Linked DNA regions of Mus musculus: region 1 is linked to region 2. Evidence: chromatin contacts called from public HiChIP or PLAC-seq data. All regions are on one chromosome and are shown on one strand. Each heading gives the region's core, a stretch centred on a gene start, on an enhancer-like site or on the middle of the called end of the contact. The rest is flanking DNA. Distances are from core to core; before and after follow the strand shown.

The links. HiChIP or PLAC-seq counts read pairs in DNA pulled down with a chosen protein or histone mark.
Region 1: a contact with region 2 is called in an H3K4me3 HiChIP or PLAC-seq map of embryonic forebrain, with 2.9 times the contacts expected there. The contact joins the promoter of Usp7 here to the promoter of Tmem114 in region 2. A contact is called at or near these places in 3 of 39 promoter capture datasets (the C10 cell line, the HPC-7 cell line and pre-B cells), 1 of 15 datasets of contacts at CTCF or cohesin (the NIH/3T3 cell line), 1 of 484 Hi-C or Micro-C datasets (B cells), 10 of 115 datasets of contacts at active chromatin or transcription factors (astrocytes, craniofacial prominence, embryonic forebrain and 5 more) and 1 of 9 other capture datasets (adipose tissue).

Annotation. Positions count from the first base shown.
Region 1 is chr16:8,736,618-8,743,485 of GRCm38.p6, forward strand. Usp7 (ubiquitin specific peptidase 7) reads right to left here and starts at 1,725. Exons shown (of 31, transcript NM_001003918.2): 1 at 1,587-1,725. The coding sequence starts at 1,668.
Region 2 is chr16:8,419,153-8,426,609 of GRCm38.p6, forward strand. Tmem114 (transmembrane protein 114) reads right to left here and starts at 5,984. Exons shown (of 4, transcript NM_029070.2): 1 at 5,284-5,984; 2 at 4,911-4,991. The coding sequence starts at 5,500.

The DNA of each region.
Region 1 (6,868 bases), core at 475-2,974, 310 kb after region 2:
CAAATACTAACTTTGATAGAAAATGAAAGTTTCACGAGAAAACTCTGGGAAGCAAGCATGAAGCCCAGGATATCATGGGTAAAAAAACCTGTGAAGATCTTCCACCACCCTAATCTCGTCAAAACTTTGGACATAGACATTTTTCCAGATACAGTCTGTATCAGAAATATGCCCCCCCCCAGCGCTGTCCAATCTTATTCTCACAAAGCCCTAGAGGAGCAGTGAGGAAGACTTGAAAGGAAAACGGATGTTCACGTTCCGAGCAACTCTCCACTTTAGACGTGCATGAAATTATAGCATAAAAGGAGTACACTAATCTCCCAAAGGTGAGTTCCATCAGCTATTTGGTTTAATCGCACTTGCCAGACACTCTGAAATTACTGATTTGCTGAGGCCAAGAGAAACAGCCTAGTCCTTGGCATGAACTTCAGCTTCCCCCTTCCCCCGGCCCCCTAGGGCCTTTTTCCCTCTGCTGCATGGTCAGACAATTGTTTGATTCCCACTGATCACCATCAAGTTATTCACAGGGGGGGTCAAGAGTCAGTATTCCTAGCCTAGAGCATGCTACATCATACACAACAAATACAGTTTTACCCCAACTTCCTAGGAACCTTCATTCATTTATGAAAGCCACTATCACTTGCTGAACGGTCCATTCATTGCCCCTCACTGGGATTCCTGCCTGTCTGACCCCTTTAGGGCAGGTAACCGCGCATACTGCCTTCACTTAAAGTACCAAGTCAAAAGAAAAGAAAATGACCAACCCAGCATGAGATCCCGAAGCCAGAGTCCCTCCACTGCGCTTTCACAGCAAACCTTGATAGCGAAGCTCTACAAACAGTATAAAATCCAGTACCAAGATAAATTCCTGCGGCTCCGGTAGAAAACATAGTTACCTCCAGAACTTAATCTGCTTCTGCAGTAGGCCAGCCATGTGCGGCGGAACTCCATAGTTTCAAGCACACTTTTTAGCCGGACGTGGACGGCACCACCTACAGCCAGGTACCCAAACTCCTCCACAAGCCCAGGTAACTTATAAACTAGGCGAACCTGAGTACTTTCCCAGCAAGTCCAAAGGCTGAGGGCAGCTGCGCGCCTTGCAGGTGTCTCCGCAATTAAGCGCGACGCCCGGCAGAGCGCTCGGAAGTTATTGGGGGGAGGCTCTCCGGGGGCGCGTTCAGAAGCAGGTGCAGGGGAACCTGCGCACCCGCTCCCATACCCACCCCAAGAGCTCAGGGGCCGGGGAGCAGGCCCAACCAGCCTGGCCAGAGCCACACACCCCGGAAAGAGGACGGTCCCCGGGGCCCGCCTCCCAACCTGGGTACCCGGAGCCAACACACCTCGATCCTAATTTACGACTCCGGCGCTTTGTGCCCAGCAGCCCGTGCGCTGCACAATGCGTGAACTCGGGGGTCCGGGGCCACCCCCCGCCGGGCCGCATGACTGTGCAGCCCCGGCCCGGCAAAAGCGCCGGGCCGAGCGGGGCCGAGCGGCAGCCCGGCCTGGTTAAAGATGGCGAGGCCCTCGCGTGGCTCCCGCGGCCGCCCGGACCACAATGAAAGCGCCGGCCCCGCTGCGGGCCTCACCTTCCATCTCCATGTCCTCGGGCTCGCTCAGCTGCTGCTCGCCCGCTTTCTGCTGCTGCTGCTGCTGCTGTTGGTGGTTCATGTCGGCCGCGGCCTGGGCCTCGCCTGCGGCCGGAGGCCCGGGCTGCGGGCCCGGCGGGCGGGCGGCTGCTAGCAGAGGCGGCGGCGGCGGCGGCGGCGGGGCGGCCTCCTCCTCTTCCTACCCGCGCGTCGTCGGCGGCGGCGGCCCCGGGGCGGCCCGCGGCGGGCGGCGGCGGCGGCGGCGGCGGCAGGGAGACGCGCACGTACTTGCTCGCGATTCGCCCAATCTCGGCGCCGAGGCGGGCGGGCGGCGGCGGGCCGAGCCGGGCGGCCTCCTCGCTCGCTGCGGCCGCCGCTGCCGCCGCCGCCGCCGCCGCCGCAGGGCCCGCCTCCCGCCGCCGGGGCCGGGGCTGCGGGGCCGCGGGCCGGCCGGGGGCGGAGGGCGGCCGGGCGGGGGCCGCGTAGTCAGCCCCGCCTCGGACCGGGCGCGGAAGGCTGGAGGCCGGGCGGGCCGCGGCGAGCCTGCGGGCCCGGGTGTGGGCTGCGGCGGCGACCGCTGAGGCTGCGCGGGCGGGTGACCGGCTGGCCGCGCTCGGGGCGCTGAGGCCTCCGCCTCCTCGGCGTCGTCGTCGGGGCTCCGGCAGCGGACGCGGCGCCCGGCGGCTCGGCTCGGCTCAGCTCGCTCTCAAAATGGCGGCGGCGTGAAATGTCACATCCGCATGGGGGGCGAGAGCGGAGCGAACGAGACGAGGGCGGGCGGCGGGCGGAGCGGGAGGCGGAGCGGGAGGCGGAGCAGGGAGCGGCCCGCCCGCCGCCACCGAGGAGCACCCACCCCGCGCGCCGGCCGCCCGCCCGCCAGCCCTGCTGGAGCGGGGCGCCGGGGTCTCCTCTGTGAGGCAGCGGAGCGCAGCCCAGGGCCGCGGGGCTCCGGCTGAGGGTAGGGGTGCTCGCGGGAACTGGGCTGGACAAGGAGCCCAAGGCGCGGCGCCGTTTTACGGCCCGTAACCGGCCCCGGGATTCTCACCCGGGCAAATACGTGGGAAACTTAACTCTTTTGCACCCTAGATCCAATAAGGCAAAGTGTAGTCCTTCGGCTCTCACCTATCCCAGCATTCATTTATTTCCTCTCTAGGAGATCAGGTTGGCCACGATCGTCCACTGGGAAAGAGTCTCTCGGGTAGTCCAAGCTGGCCTGGAACTTTTCATGGTGCTTGATGGACACCTGATCCTCCTGCGTCTACCTTTCTAAGTTTTAGGAGTCAAATTTTTTTAAAAGCGAACTTTTCAATACAAGAAATTTGAAGAGGGAAAATCTGATTGATTTAAGGCCTAAGCGCCAACTGACTTGGGGGGGGGGGGGTAGCACATGCCTTTTTAATCCCAGAATTTGGGAGGCGGAGGCAGAGGCTGAGGCAGTAGGATCTCTTCGAATTGGAGGCATGGCCAAGCCAACCAGGACTCAAACAAATCAACAACAAAACAAGAACATCTTGGCCTGAACGCTTCCCATCAAGGAACTTCCTCCTACCAGGTCCCAAAGGCACCTGATTCACCAGAAACCTGCCCCTTCCTCCTTCCCAAGGTCACCCAGAGTTGGGTGCAGGGGGTTGGGATAGTCGTACTGCAAATACTATTGAACAACTTGCTTTCACAAAAAATTAATTAGTAATAATAAAAAAAGAGCCTTTTCTAGCACTTCATGACTTGCAAGGAAAATAACCAGCTAGTCCAGGAAAAAAAAAATGCAACAATTTGCTATCTTGCCTTAGGACACCAGTCAACCCAACTTCCCTTGCTGAAGTTCAAAACCTAAACAGAGGCCAGCAAAATGGCAGAGTGGGCAAAGGTGCTGTCACCAAGTCCTATGACCTGAATTCCAGCAAGTTGGCCTCTGGTTTCCACTGTGCATGCTGCAAAAGCGCACACACTCAAATAAATATATGTACATGTAATTTTTTTTTTTTTACTTAAAGGGGGAAAAAACCCAAAGTGGATAAAGGAGAGATGGTTCTGTATCTTTTATCTAATGTGCCTGGAACCAGAAGTGTTTCACATCTCAGTCTGGGGAATTTTTGACTGTACATAAAAGGAGGTATCTTTGATAACAGAACCCAAATCAAGGTAAAATCCATATATTTCTGAGATACCTTATACATAATCTTATACAGAATTTTGTATTTGACTGCAACCCCGTACAAGGTCAGGTATAAAATTTTCCACTCTACTTGGGGCCAGCAAAAGGCTCAGCAGGTAAAGGCTGTTGCCACCACGCCTGACCAGTGAGATCCTTGAGCCCCACATGGTAGAAGAGAACTGATTCAATAGTCCTCTGACTTCCACTCATGCTCACGTGCCATCGCACATATGGTGGGGTGCCAATTCATGAGCACACACACAATCAAGTTCCATTTCCAGCATCATATTGGTATTCAAAAGTTTCAGATTTCAGAACATTTTAGATTTAGGAGTCTCTGACTAGAGCTATTTAACTTGAATATACACATAGTGAAATACTACATAGCAGTGAAAAAGAGTAAGATCCCGCCAGGCGTGGTGGCGCAAGCCTTTAATCCCAGCACTCAGGAGGCAGAAGCAGGCAGAGTCTGCTGGTCTGGTCTACAGAGTGAGTTCCAGGACAGCCAGGGCTACACAGAGAAACCCTGTCTCGAAAAAAAAACAAACAAAGAGTAAGATCCCACTATGTGTTACTTATAAAAGGGATGAATCATACTTTAAGAAAACAGCCCAAAGGCTACAAATACTTCCACCTCCATCAAGGTCCTTAGCAGGCAAAGCAATTTCAAGAAAAAGAGAAAAATAGATTGAACCTTGGCAGCTAGAGACTGGCATGTTGGGGCTTGGGGATTGAATGCTGTCTCTCTGTAAAGTTTTCAAGGAAAGACAGAGACAATAGACAGCAGAGGATAGCCTTGGAGTGTAATGAAAACACTCTCAAACAAGATCAGGGTCATAGGCTAGTCTACAGCAGAAGTGACTTCACTGTATACTTTAAATATCTATTTTATTATGTGTACATGTGTGCATGTACATGCCCACCCGTGAAGGCCAGGAGAGGGCATCAGAACCTGTGCAGCTAGAGTTACAGGCCAATGTGAGCTGGCCAATGAGGGAGTTGGGGACTGAACTCATATCCTCTGTAAGAGCAGCAACTGCTCAGAACCACCAAGCCCTAACTATACATTCTAGTCATGCTTTTTAACTGCTCCAAGACTATGATTTAACACTTTAAGAGCCCTTTGGCTTGTTAGTCTCTAGAAGTCACTGCTTTCTTTCTTTTGTATGTAGTGTCTCTGGGTTTATATGTATGTCCACATGAGTGTGGGTGTGGCTTACCAGTGGAGCTGTTCTAGAGAGCAAGCCTGCCTAGCCAGCTTGCTCTGGGGCTCCCCTTCTGCTCCTCCTGCGCTGAGGTTACAGGTCAACTGTGGACCATAAATGGGCAAATTGTATGGCACATACATCAACAAGCCTACTGAGCTTCCACGTATAAACATCCCAGGAGGACCATTTTCTTAACCCAGAAAACCCAACAGGATTATGCAAATCCAGAGGGTCAAATCCCTTAGTTCACTTCAAGAACACCCAGGAAACTGCCCAAGCCATCAAGGGAACTGCATATCTGAAATACCACCAAGTATCTGAGCAGTGTAAAGAAGCCATGAGGAAGGAAACCCGATCTGTGCTACAATGGAGGAGTTGGCAGAAGCACCCAGGCACACAGTGGGGCTGTGCTGAGGCTCGGTGACCATGCCTAAAAATGCAGGTGGCGGCATTTGGGTGCGGATTCTCTAGTCATTGAGCACATCCATGTGAAGGATGGAGCTGATATAGCTCATGGCCTGGCTGGCCCATATATGAGCCCTGCTGCCAGGCTGATGTGATCCTCGCTAAAAAGGAGCAGACTGTTCCAAAGCCAGAATAAAATAAATGCAAATAAAAAGGAAAAGACAAACAAACAGAAAGCCTACCTTGGTACCCAATTGGCATCTAGCTAGAAGTAACAATTAGTTCATTAAGAATCTGAGTGATGGGCTGGTGAGATGGCTCAGCAGTTAGGAGCACCGACTGCTCTTCCAAAGGTCCTGAGTTCAAATCCCAGCAACCACATGGTGGCTCACAACCATCTGTAATGAGATCTGATGCCCTCTTCTGGAGTGTCTGAAGACAGCTACAGTGTACTTACATATAATAAATAAATAAATAAATAAATAAATAAATATTAGAAAACATACCTTAAAAAAAAAAAGAATCTGAGTGACGGGGCTTGAGAGATGGTTCAGGGGTTAAGAGCTCTGACTGTTCTTCCAAAGGTCCTGAGTTCAAATCCCAGCAACCACATGATGGTTCACAACCATCTGTAATGGGATCCAGTGTGTCATCTGGTGTGTCTGAAGACAGCTAAGTATACTCATATAAATAAATAAATCTTAAAGAAAAAAAAAAGAATCTGAGTAAAAATGTCCCAGCAAGAGCAAGATGGCTCACGTATAAAGGCACTTGCTGCTGGCTTCACTCCCATCCCTACAACCCACACGGTAAAGGGACAGAACCAACTCCCCCAGGTTAGCCTCTGACCTCCACTGGCCTACCAGGTCACCCCGACTCCGCCCTCCACACGTATGCACAAAAATAACTAGGGACTCTTAAAATGAAGATACACCAGAGGTGTCTGTGCAGACAGCTGGGAAGCTGTGGGTCTGGAAGGCACACATGGTCCACAGACACAAGCCCGAGGCACTAGTGAAGAAGAGTCAGAGACCCTCTCTTGCCCCTCACCCCCCAACCTGGTCACTTCCTGCATTACTTTTCATGTTATGTATATGAGTCCACTGTCACTGTCTTCAGACACAGCAGCAGAGGCATTGGACCCCATTACAGATGGTCGTGAGCCTCCACATGGGTGCTGGGACTGAACTTCTTTGCACTGTATGGTATTATTATACAACAGAACTGGGAAGGGGGAATCTAAACTCCAATACTATTGCTAGTTCTGTGATTAACTTGTATTACATAGCAGGGCTAGGGTGCAGCGCTATAGTAGAGCACTTGCTTAGCATGGGGCAGGTTCTGGGTTCCATCCCTAGAAGTGCAAATAAAAAGTACATATGAAGAAGGATTTGGGGGATTAAAGTTAGTAAGTTGCTCAAAGAAGCTTTTCTCAGCAGTAGACAGGCGGTAAGTGCAGAAATCTATGAGAAAACAGAAGACTTCCAGAGCTCATCTCTAAAGGCACACAGCCC
Region 2 (7,457 bases), core at 4,734-7,233:
TCTGCCATGTCTGATCATGTGTGTCATAACATGCATGTAGAGCTCAGAGGACCCCTTTGTGGAGTCAATTCTCTCTTACCATGTTTCCATGGGTTCCGGGAACAAAACCCAAATCTATGGGCTTGCACAGCAAGCATCCACCGAGCCTTCCTACCAGCTTCCAGAAATCTCTAAAATAAACATATCTCCAATTACTAGTTCCATTTTACATTAAACATTAAGGCATTAATTGAGCTTCTACTGTATACAGATCCTATCCCTGGATCTTTGCATATAGGATCTCATTTCCTCCCAGAAGAACCCACTTAAAGGCACGGCTGATGGCTGAGAGTGCACACAGGTTGGGTAAGTTGCAGTCAAGAGTCCCCACTTTCTATCCCTTGTCTTTAAGGGCCTGATGCCATTTCTACACCTATATTAAGACTGACCACAAGGCCTGGTGTAGTGACGCACACCAATCTTGTCTGGAGAGGGGAAAAAATTAAAATAATAAATTAAATAAATAAATAAATAAATAAATGGTGTCAGCCTGGCCAATCACCATGCAACATCTTTTTAGCTTCACGCAATTGGCTCAACACACAGGCACATGACTCAATCTGGCCCAATAGGATACCTGACTGGAAGTTTTAGCAGTGCAGACGCCCCTCCCTACTTGGCTGCAGGACTCAGACCCAAACAGACCCCCTTCCAAAGTGAAGCTCACAAAAGGAGGAAAAGAAAGAGAGCCCGGGATCCCAACACACCGGACCACCTCAGAAACCACGGGCCAGCCATTCCTTTTAAGTTGGCATAATCGGTATTTCTGTCGTTTGCTACAGAAAGATTCCTGACTGATACCCTAAGTCTGCTCACTGTCCATCGGACTCATTTAGAGAGCTAAGTGATAAACTCCTTGCCCCCAAAAGCATTTCCCTAGAGCGAATCTGAAAGCCAAATAAGTGTTCAAGCCTGGTTATCAAGACTGCTACTAAGGAACATGCCCCCTGGATGTCGAACTAATTAGTTTTCATTCAGAAGAGTCTTAATGTAGAATCATCTAGGCCTGGTTGGCCTGTGAGCCTATGTGAGTCTATGGGGTGAGGGTGTCTTGATTGTTGATGGAGGTGGGAAGACCCACCCTGCATGTAGAAGGCATTATTTCATGCATGGGGCCCTGGACAACATGAAGTAGAGAAAATACAAACAAAGAAGCAAACATCCACCCATCCCTCCATGTTGTTGACCATGGCCGCAGTGATGTTCCTGCCCTGGCTCCCTCATAGCAGTAGACTATAAACTGGAATTGTTGCCTACGTTGCTTTCGTCGGGGAGCTTTGTCACAGTAACAGAGCTCATTCTAGAGCAGATGGCTTTCTCTGGCCCCTGACTGGAAGAGGTAAGGAGTTGGGCCATCTGTTCCTGAACTTCGCAAGTCTGCTCACGTTCCTCCTCCCAGATGGCCAAATGGAATCAAGAGGCAGTGACGATGGGGTTTGCCTGACCACTCTGCCTGCAGGGGTCAGAATGCGCTCAAGTGGTCCCTTGGCAGACGTGGGTTTTCTGCCCATCCATGCCCACCAGGATGGGCTTAGGGAGTTGACTCAGAACTCTGTTGTCGACCTGTCTCTCTGGCCAATGTAATGGATCTTTAAATGACTGGAACATCTTTACACCATAAAGAGCTTGGACCAAACACAAAATTCATTTATGGGGAAAAACCAATTCTGAGAAAAAGCTCTCTCTGGGGGTGATTTCAATGAGTGTACAGTCCGAAGGGGCAGCTTGCCCTCATTCCTGGCTAATACAATGGAGACAACAGCAGCCCCAGCTCCTGGCTGTATATGTAACCAAGCACCCGCCACCCCGGACTTATTAAAGGCAACTTCCAAATTCCACCCTCACCACAGGCTTAGAAGGAGGCCATCAGGCAGTTCAGTGAGTAAAGGGCTTGCCATACCTGTCTCATGGCCTGAGTGCATCCCCAGATAAAGGTTGGGAGGACCAGCTCATGAAGTGGTCCTTTGATCTACACAGACTCTACGCATAATAACAGTAAGCATCATTTTAAAAGCTCTCTGTGCAATAGGGAGATTTTCTAAAAGATTAGGAAGAAGACGGTTCCTACCCTCAATGGGAGGGAGCCAAGGCCCAGACAGGTAGAGGCAATGCCCAAGGTCACACAAAAATCTGCTGCTTAGACTTACATCCCAGGGGAAGAGCTGGCTGAGTGCAGCTAAGAATCTGCCTGCTTCCCAGCCTCAGGGGACAAGCAGGGCACTTGCAGTAGCAAGCTGAGAGGAAAGCCAGCCCAGGGCCAACTCTGTCTATGTGGATCCAATAAGTAGGACGAGGTGGCTCAATGATGGCACCAGCCTTGACAAAGGGTCACCAGTGTGTCACAGGTTAAAAGGAGACTAGAGGGGGTTTAGTGAGAACAGTGAGTGGTCGCTGAGAGCCAGCCCTGAGTCTGCCAAGCCCTTCTTTGAGGCACCACACACAACAGCGAAAGAGCAAAGTAGGGGTCTTGACGGTGTTCACTTTGATTGTGTGATGTCTTGTGTTATCATTCTTTTATCTATCCCTCCTGGGTAGGGCCCAGGCTTTGTGCATCCTGGGCAAGTCCCTGAACTCTATCTCCAGAACTATTCGCTTAGTTTAAGTTGCCCCGGCCGACACTGAACTCACATTGGAGTTCAGCAGTCTTTAAACTTTTGGTCTTCATGTCTCAGCCTCCCAAGTGTTTTGTGTATTTATTTTCATTCCTGTGTTGGGGTCCTGACAGCACCCTGAATGGGTTTGACACCTCATTTTCATCAGTGTGGAAATGAGACTTAGAAAGGACCAAGAAACCGACTCCAGGATCAAGAGGGCCAGAGAAGGCACTGGGTTAGGAATAGACTCTTCTCTCCATACTTCAAACACAAATTCTAGATGATTCTTGAAGCACTACTCAATCAACAGCCAAAGCACCTCTCAGCGCAGTTGGAGTACACAGCAGTACAGACTGCCCACACCCCGCCTCAGCTCCCACACAGGGGTGACCACAGGGGAGCCTCTGGCAGTGGATGCTTACACAGAGTTGTGCTGGAGTTGACAAGGGCCAGGTAAGATTTGGAGAATTTTATGAGCAGGAAATATTATGCTGACAATGTAAAACTGATCAAAGTGGAAATGTAACACAGAAAGGGCTAATATAAATAAAGGGCTCTAAATTTTTTCAAGAGAGCTATTTGTTAAATATTTCCCAGAATGCTACTGGACTTGAGAGAAACACTTTGGTTCCAAGTCATCTATTTGTACATCCATCCATTCAGTTCTCCACCCATCTAGTCATTCACTCCTCCATCCATCCAGTCATCCACTCATCATCCATCCACCCATCCATTCACCCATCCATCCAGTCATTCACTCATCCTCTCACTCCTCCATCCATCTGGTCATTCACTCATTCATCCACTCACTCATCCATCTATCTAATCATTCATTAATCTATCCATCTATCCATTCATTCACATCTATATAATTTTGATTGTGATCTGCTCTCTGCCAGGTTCTATGCTAAGTACTGAGATTTCAACAATGGGCAGGATAGAGAAAAATCTCTGCCTTCATGGAATTTACAGTCTAATGAAAAGGTGAGATTCTACACTTCAAAAAGCCAAATGACCTGTTCAGTGAGACAGAATTAGCAAAGCTAAGCTAGTAGTTGGGAGCAGAGGGACATGGGAAGATGTCAGGAATTAGCCTGTGCAAAGTCCTAAGCAAGAGGGAACCTGAGATGCAGAGGGAAGAAACAGACAGAGAGGAGGGCTAAGAGCAACTTCCTAAGCCACAGGCTGTCTGTCCAATACTACCCACACCCAACGTCTATGGATGTCCATTCTTGTTTCATATCCCCTCTCAAGACCCTTCTTGGACTCAGTTGCCAAGTGAAAGTCAAACACAGAGACAATGCTCCAGGCCTGGTGCTAAATATAATTCCAGCTACTCAGGTGGCTGAGGCAGGAGAATCGCAAGTCCAGGCCTGATAGAGCTGCAGTGTGTGTTCAAGGTCAGGCTAGAAAACTTAGTTCAAAATAAAAACTGAAACGAAGAAGAGAGAGACAGGGATTGATTGAGTTCAGTGGTAAAACATTTGCCTGTATGAACAGGACCCTGGGTTTAATACCCAGTACTGACACAGTAGTGGAGAGAAGAGGGAGGTACCAACTTTGAGCAGGGTGGGTGTGAGAATCAGAGACAGTGATGGAAAGCTCTTAGCTGGTGTCTGGGCAGCCCTAAATTCCAATAAACAAAATTACCCCCCTTTCCCCGTCCTGCCACAGGTGTCATTCAAGCCCCTTTCCCTTTTATATTGAGCTTCAATTCTCTTAGTAGCAGGCCCTGTGGGAGGTGCTGGGAAAACCAGGCACCAACAAGTCACAGGTGACGGCCCTTCAGGCAACAGGATGCTCGCCTCTTCTAAACTACCTGCTTTAAATCACCCCACACTCTTTCTACTGACAAGCTGGCCCTCAGACTGCCTGACAAGACCTTTCACCTTTCATTCAGCTTCACCATCCAAAGGTGTTTGGCCGCTGGCTTGGACTCCCCCCACCTTCTTTCATGAGGACTACCACTCAAATGTAATTGCTTGTGTAGTGACGACCTCTCTCCGCAGCAAGTCCAGGAAGGCCTAGAGGGCACTGCCTGGATTTGAGGTCTAGCTCAGTCATCAATGGTGCACAGGGCTGTCTATTGGTTGGATGGATTCTACATACCTTCAAGTTAAAATGAGAGTGGCCCCGCCCCCAGGCATAGCCCCACCCTCTCAGGCCCTGTGGTCAAAGGCCTCCCACCCACAGCCTCCATGACCACTGAAGTTCAGGTTTGGAGAAGAGCATCAAAACTGAGGGACAGTTCCCTCCATCCATTGTCCCCGGACTTACTGAGAAGCTGTCTGCTGGAGTCGCTGACCGTCACATTCTCCTGCCAGAAAGGGTTCATCAACGGCGTGCAGGAGCTCTGGACTGATGGGAGGAAGGAGTTTCACCTGCAGAATCCTGACATTCTCCCTGCCCCCCCCCCCTCCGACCCCTGCCCCAAAGCTGCCTTAGATGTCTCCGGCCCAAGAAAGCAAGAGGGTGTTATGCACTTGTAAGCTGGCACTTCGCACTTTTGCAGGCCAGCCTCTGTCCATCCTCCCAGCACCCCTAAGTGCTTGGCACTGTGAGCTTGGAGGTTGAGATAGGAGTATGAGGTAAGCAACAGGTCCCAGGTACTGCACCCAGGTGAGAACACGGACCCTGGAAGGACCCTTACCCCGGCAAGTTCTCCAGAGTCCCGAGTGGGAGCTCAGAGGCTCTTGCTGGCTGCGGTTGGCCGGTCCCTGGTCCCTCATCCTCTGGCTGCTCCTTTCCAGCCTCTCGGTGTCGATGATGTACCAGAAGTCGGTGCCGATGGCTGCTGCCAGCAGCACGAAGCTCAGAGCCCCGCTCAGCGCCGCCGCTCCCGCCAGAGCGCCCAGGCGCACCCGCATCTCCCAGCGTTGGGCCCCCGGGCGCCGGCTCCTGCCCACGCTCCCCGTCTGTTCGCTGCACTCCAGATTCTCCAGCGTGGATCTCTGGCTCCACTTACGCGATCCCACCCGCACGTGCTCCGGCCCAAATCAGTGTCCTCAGGGATCCCTGTCCTCGCAGACCTCCACCCTAGTGCCTCCCGACCCTCCCGGGTCCGACTAGCACAGGTGCCACCTGCTCTCGCAGCTCCAACTTGCGCCCCGTTCCAGCGTCTCCTCCTTTCTGGCTCTGCACTCTTCTCCCCAGCCCCCGACTACTGCCTCCACTCCCCTGCCTCACCCTCCATGAACCCCTCCAGCAGCTCCCCGCCTCTGTCGACCTCAGTCCTCCTTGTTCTCCCCACACCTCTACCTCGGCGCCCCCAGTTCAGCCGGCGTCTATCTTCGCTTCCCACCGCTCCGGATCGGGGCGAGCGTCCTGAAACCTCAAGAAGACTGGGCTCACAAGACGAGCAGGCTGGACAGAGGGAGGTGCCAAGGGGGCGGTGCTGAAGAGAAGGCGGACTTCAGATACTAGGGAGTCAGAGGAGGCTGACTTTCTCTAATCTGGGGTTGCAGAGTCTCCTGCAAAGCCTCCTCCTGAGGCGCTTTTGATTCCAAAATGCACCTTCAAGTAATTTTCCTCTGCTGACTACAAAAGAAAAGGTCGGGATTTTTTTTTTCCACAAAAATTCTTTTAGTCAACAGGGAACATTAGATTCTGTGACTCTATTTTCTTTGTCAACAAAAATCTTCATCATCACAACCACCACTTCACTAACACCACAGCCCTACCCGCCACCCCATCATCTACATCACCACTACTACCACCATCATCAGCCTCACCATTTCTACCATTGCCCTCACCCCACCATCAGCACCACCACCGTCATCCCACCCTCACCCCGTCACCATTACCACACCAACAATAACAACCATCCCCACCATCTTCATCACCAGCACCAACAACCTCATCACCACTGTTACCACAAACACCGTTACCATTTTCTTTACCATAGCCGCCATTACCAGCGTTACCAATACTGCCATCCCCTTCCTCAGCACAAAACCTCTCATTCCTGGCACGAGGGTCCATGCTAAGAAGAAAGGGCATTAGCAGTCCAAACGCAGCCCAGACTTCCCATTCCTAAAGCAAGACACCCCAAGGAAACTCTCCTGTGTGTATGGCGATGGGAGTGAGGGAAGCAGGTTTGAAGAGTCAGAGATGGCCTGACTTGCAGTCTGCAGTTCTCAATGGCCCCTCATTGCTACCTTCTTCGCTGAGCGCTCAAACCCTTGATGCTGCTGTGACACAGTTTTAAAAAACTGTAATGCTGAAGTCAGTGAATAGGGGTGAGTAACCAGATGGGAGGCCTCAGTTAGTCTTTGGGGAAGCAACATTGACCCTGAGATGTGGACAAGCCAGCAGTTTACCCTACCTGCAGGAGTGTGAAAGTTTGCTACATACAGAGAAGTTTCAAGAATCTGGTGAGGGAAGGGGGCTTAGAAGAAAGACGAGAAGGTAGAAAGCAAAGGTGTACAGATCTGCAGACTCATGAGTGGGACTTGGGATTTCAGAGCTCATTGGACTCACAGTTTAACTCTTTGGAAAGTCTAAGTAGGAGACTGAAATGTTCTAACCTCATGGTGAGGGGGGCCAAAACCCCCAATATCTGTGATATTGCTATGTACCACCAAATGGCAAGAAGCAAGAATAATTGAGGTGAGGGAGCTGGAGAGACAGCTCAGGAGGTAAGAGCCCTTGAGACACAACGACATTAATTCAAAACCCCGGAATGCACATAAAAACATAGACAGGGTCATATGCACCGTAACCCCAGCTCTGTGTGGAAAGGACAAATACAGGAGGATTTCCAGGGCTTGCTGATTGCAAGCCTAGCTCCAAATTCAGTGAAAAAGCCCATCTGAAAACAATAAA